Linked DNA regions of Zea mays: region 2 is linked to region 1. A link is a contact called in public Hi-C data. All regions are on one chromosome and are shown on one strand. The core of a region is the stretch at or near the end of the contact, and the rest is flanking DNA. Distances in the headings are between cores, read along the strand shown.

Evidence for each region. Hi-C and Micro-C count contacts between places; a contact is called where the count stands out from the background.
Region 2: a contact with region 1 is called in a Hi-C map of ear, with 2.7 times the contacts expected there. The contact joins the promoter of LOC100279158 here to the promoter of LOC103634135 in region 1. A contact is called at or near these places in 3 of 25 Hi-C or Micro-C datasets (ear, endosperm and tassel).

The regions. Positions count from the first base shown.
Region 1 is chr7:124,058,614-124,061,463 of Zm-B73-REFERENCE-NAM-5.0, forward strand. LOC103634135 (glutamate receptor 2.9) reads left to right here and starts at 1,492. Exons shown (of 4, transcript XM_020541653.3): 1 at 1,492-2,030; 2 at 2,115-2,850. The coding sequence starts at 2,537.
Region 2 is chr7:124,277,552-124,280,251 of Zm-B73-REFERENCE-NAM-5.0, forward strand. LOC100279158 reads left to right here and starts at 1,290. Exons shown (of 2, transcript NM_001152189.2): 1 at 1,290-1,511; 2 at 1,615-2,210. The coding sequence starts at 1,447. The coding sequence ends at 1,876.

The DNA of each region.
Region 1 (2,850 bases), core at 242-2,741:
ATCAAAGTCTGCACATCAGTAAGTCCTTTTAGATTATTTTCTTTGATACCTTCATTCTTGAACTTGTGATCATGCTTCTTCACTTCTCTTGAGTTAAAAACTTTAATAGTATAAAAATAAATATGAAATAATGATAAAAATTCTTAACATATTTTTCTAACATAAGTTATGATGTCCTCAATCACCTCAAAAAATATGAAGTTGAATTTCAATTTGTACGTGGACAAACAAAAAGGACAAATCTCCCTCTGTTAAGATTTGTCTTTTTCGTTTCTCCATGTAAATTTGAATTTCAAGTTCATATTTTTAGGTGATTGTGGACATCATATCTTATGTTAAAAATATTAAAAAAATTCATCATTATTTTAGATTTAGTTTTGTACCATTAAAATTATTATCTTATCTGATCTCTAACCTATCAAAACAATTATAAAAACATAATATATTTTTCGAGACTAAATTATGCTATTAGCTACTACTCCCTCCGTCCCAGTATATAAGGTGTAACTACCTATGGTTCAAAGACTAAGAAATGTATTTAATTCTTTCTATATCACTGTATCGATGTACGTGTGTCTAGAGAGAGCACGCCTTATATTATGGGACGAAGGGAGTAACCAACAAAAATTTGAAATGAAAACCCAATTTGTACATAAAGAGATAAAAAAAACAAATTTTGTTAAGGGGTAAATTGAACCAACACAAAGCTGTGGAGGGGTAAAATGAACTAAAAAATATTTTAAGGGGTTATGTGAATATTGTCCATAGGTGAAGGGGTAATTTGGAATTTCTCCATTAACAATTAGCTAGTCTATTAATTGATCTGTTCTAAAAATTTTAACTAATTTTTCCTGCTAATTATTATTACTTTTAGAGGTCTAGAACAGGGTCTTAGAGTGTGTTTGTTTCAATAGTGAGCTATGAAAAAAGTTGTTATGAGCTGTCTGTTGTGAAAAACTGCTATGAGAAAAAACGTTGAAAGTCATTTGGTTCGAACTGCTGTGAGTTATCTATTGTAAACAAACTATATATTATTTATATGCACTTTGTTTAAATCTCTTAACTAATATATCTAATATAAAAACAGATTTCACATTTATGTTCATGATACTTTTACAAATAAATTAAATTTAAAATTTCATTTTAAATTATTTTTTAAAATATTTTTATTTCATTTATTATAACACTTAATTATTTTTCATCATATGTTGGTCTCTACTTGCCTCATCTATTTATTAATATAATGAACTCAGATAAACAGTAAAAATAGGGTCCACGCTGCTATTAATTTTTCACTACACAAAATATGTCTTTTTAAAATAGCTGCAAAAAAAAGCTGAACCTACTTTTTCGAAGTAGAAGCAGTTCTAAAAGCTCAACTAAATCAACGACAATCAATGACAATCAACGATCGTGTCTAACAGTTTATCTGTACATCCAAAACACTATTTTAGACGGTAGACTACACAAAATTTTGAATATGAGGTGTAACCTGACGTGAGAAAAAAATATCGTGCCCACTGCGGTGGTCGGCTCGAGCCAAGCCAGAAAGGACCCAATAGCCAATGTGGTCTGTCAGTCGTGGGCTCGCCGTTGACTAAAGCAGACACCAGCTCAGCCCAACGACGGCCCAGAGAGTTCTAGCCCATAGCAACATGCCAACATCCCGCCCCGGAGCTCTCAGTTCTCACTTTTCGGACGGCAGCCGACGACACTTCCGGCGGGCGGCGGCGAAAGATTCTCCTTCTCCCGCGCCGCCGGGACCCTATCGACTCGCTCCTGCTCTCCTTGTCGTTTCATTTCTCTCGGCATTTAGGTTTGTGCACGCAAATTGGGGTTTCCCATGGTTCCATGGACGCCTGAGAGCTACAATGCCGAATACGTAGCTCATCCTTGCTTTCATTTTGGATAAGCCCATAGATGCTTATTTTAAACCTTGTTTTTTTTCTGCTTCTGAAGTTTCCCTTTTGCATCCTAGTCTCAGAATCCCTGGATCTGCTGCAGGTTTCAAACTAATTTTGCATGCTCAGGTAGGATGAATGAATGTCACCGAACTTTTCGGTTTGATAAATCATTATTCGCTGACATGTTTGCGTCTTTGGGAACTACTGCAGGTGTTGATTTACTGAAAAATGTCCATGTGCAAGCAATCGTCGGGCCACAGACATCTACTCAAGCTAAATTTCTTACAGAGCTTGGGAACAAGACATCAGTTCCAATCATTTCCTTTTCTGCAAACAGCCCGTCCCGGTCATCCAGCCAGACCCCATATTTCATCAGGACAGCATGGAACGACTCCTGCCAAGCTGAAGCTATTGCCTCACTTGTCCAGAAATACAATTGGAGGGAAGTCATTCCTATCATCGAGGACGATGATTCCAACACTAGATTTATCCCTGATCTCGTTGATGCCCTGGGACATGTCGATACTCGTGTTCCGTACAGGTGCAAGATCCATCCTTCTGCTGGAGAAGATGAGATAAAGCATGCTATATCAAGCTTAAAAGAATATTGGACAAGTGTCTTTGTTGTGCGCATGTCATATCAGTTAGCCCTTAAGTTTTTCCAGCTTGCTAAGGATGAGGGAATGATGGGCCAGGGCTTTGTCTGGATTACAGCATATGGTTTGACAGATATCTTCAATGTAGTTGGTTATCCTGCACTTGATGTGATGGAAGGTGTTGTTGGGATTGAGCCTTATGTTCAAGAAACTGCGAAACTAAACAAATTTAGGCAAAGATGGTGTGAGAAATATAGGTCAGAAAATCCTGGTACATCAATTAATGAGTCTATAACGTCTGGTCTGTATGCGTATGATACAGTATGGGCAATAGCATTGGCTGCAGAGAA
Region 2 (2,700 bases), core at 40-2,539, 220 kb after region 1:
AATTATTATTTTATCAATTATCCTGTTATTGTAGATTAAGATTTAAAAAGTGCATCATTGGAGAACGTGCTGGTGCTAATCACCTCTAGTTTTTGCTCGTGCTAGACGCTGTAGGTAACCTTGTTCCCCATTCGTTGTTGCTTGCCGGGTAGATGAAAAACCTTTTACTTTGCAGTGTGTAGTCCTAGGAGGTAAGGTATAAGCATGATATGATTGTTTTATTTATTTTGTTGTACTTTGTAGTCTACATGAACATACTTAAATTGTTTTTTATATTTCTTTTAGATGCTGGATTATTTACCATGGGTTCATTGATTGTTCTTCATATTTTGTTAGCCAATATTTTTTATCGAATATAAATTAGTTCAGTAACTTAGTTCATACGCAATCGCAATTTTTTGACAACAATAGATTATCCTTAATAAGTTGTTATTCCTATATAGTTAATGAGATAACTTATGAAGAGGACAGAAGATATCGCTTCTCTTTTCCAGAAACATGCAACAAAGAAGGCTCTTGCTAGTGTTGCTACGCCATCTCCTTCCTCATGTCCAGTTGCAGCCGAGACAGAAGAGCAACCTTAAGAGCGACTAATTGAAGAACAACTTCAGGAGCGAGTAGCTAAAGAGCAAGCTCAAGATCATATACCACCGTCTATCCGATCAGTGTTATTGACACCAGCACCACCATCAGGCTAAATAGCAAACCTCACGAGTCATAGAGTGTGACTCTTACGTGGACCAGATAGATTTGGTCGAAGTGTAAGACGTAGTTGATATATGATCAATATATTATTTTGCTCTCATCGAAGGAGTACAATACAACACACGATCCATGTAACACGTACGAGTGACAATGATCTTCACCGAAGGGTGTATCACATCTTTGATGTTATTTGTAAAGTATAAAACCGTGACACGAACTGATAAATATTGTTATTAAACTTGTAATAATATTTAAATATTCCATCCGTCTTAAAATATAGTTCTTTTTAACCCATTTTTATGTCCATATTCATTCAAATGATAATGAATATAGACATATATGTAAACTATATTTATATATTACTTAATAAATATAGTCTAAAATAAATTATATTTTGGGATGGAGGGAGCAATTTTTTTTTGTTGAAATTTCCATCGGGCTTTATCGCCAAAAACCAGGGAACTCTCTGTTCGATAGATCGATCGATTAATCTGCTGTATAAGTAGATAAATTGGTTAAAAACCGAGCCAATTTAAAATTTATTTTGGATTTAAATTCTACCGGTTTCTATTAGTTTACGTCGATTTATCGTGATTTGCTATGCGTTCGACGGCACACGGCACTACGGCAGTGGCAGTGCCCAGCGGTTAGCGGCGAGAGAAGAGATGCCGCTGGCCGCCGCTGTTTCTCTCCCCTCGCCCACGCCAGGGCCGCGCGAGCCCCGCCTCCGTCGGACTCTCGATGCCGTCCACCGACCTTCGCCGCCTCACTGCCCGCATCGTCGACCTCCCGCCGGGCTCGCCCAGGTTTGCCTCGCGTGCTCTCTCCTTCCCCATCCACTCCAGCGGTCGGATTGTTCTATTTTTTTTTTTGCTAGTGCCGAGTGCTGACCTTGGTTGTGCGGCGCAGATCATGGAGGACGTGGAAGCAACTGCGCGGGGGCGGGTTTCGCAACACCATCGGCATGAACGTGGTTCTAGAGGCCTGCGTGCGCTGCGGCGACGTCGACCGCGCGCTCCGGCTCTTCGAGGAAATCCGTGGGCCCAGGGGGTGTGGTGTCGACGGTGTCCTACGGCATCCTGCTCAAGGTATGCGATTGTGGTATCTGTTCATGCACGCAACCTTGACACATGCAATTGCCAAAACTCATTTGGTCAATTGTTTGTTCTAACTGTTTGAGTAACGATGGAATTGTGGAGATGAACTGAAGAAACATTGTGAGTCCAACAACAGATCTATCCTGAACATGCATGATAAGGATGCATATCCAGTAAGTCCTGTTTGGCATTGATGGAAGAGAAATGACACTCGTCTTTGTTTACTAATTGTTTGCTGAGGTTGTTGTAGCATCAGTTTGCTAGATTTCCCACAAATTGTTACTAAACATTTCATGTAAGTTGTACACACCATGACTTAATTCTCTGTCTGTTTTTGCCAAAACCAGTTGTAATATTAGTGGTCTCACCGGTCATCCAAGCAGCAAATTACATTTTTGGGTGGAACAATATCCGGATTTGTAATTTACAATGGTTTTTGACTGTTACCCGGCCTCCAAACAGATCCTTAAGGGGTGTTGGTTTGGATTTTGAAGGGCCTGTGGCAGTGCAATCTATAGGTTGGGCATACGTTGTGACTGGGCCTGGGCTACATTAGGATACATTATAGTCTCTATTATTTTTGTTATAATTTGCAAATATGTTGTTATACTGTTATGGTTGCTAGATCGGTGAGGGATTGGAGTTGCTGGTGGAGGCGGTGTGGTACTGTTCACGCGTGAATAGTCCCCGCCAATGAACATGAACAGTACCCGCCAATGAACATTAGATGTGTAGAGGGGATTGAAGAGAGGGATCGATGGGCAGAAACGCTGGCCGGAGGCCTTTGCCCGGGGCTGAGCAAGATGAGGGTTTCTCCCTTCTAATTCTTGCCTACTTTATTTCTCATCCATTAATTACATAAATATGCCGGCTGACCGTCCCTACCTAGCTAGAGATC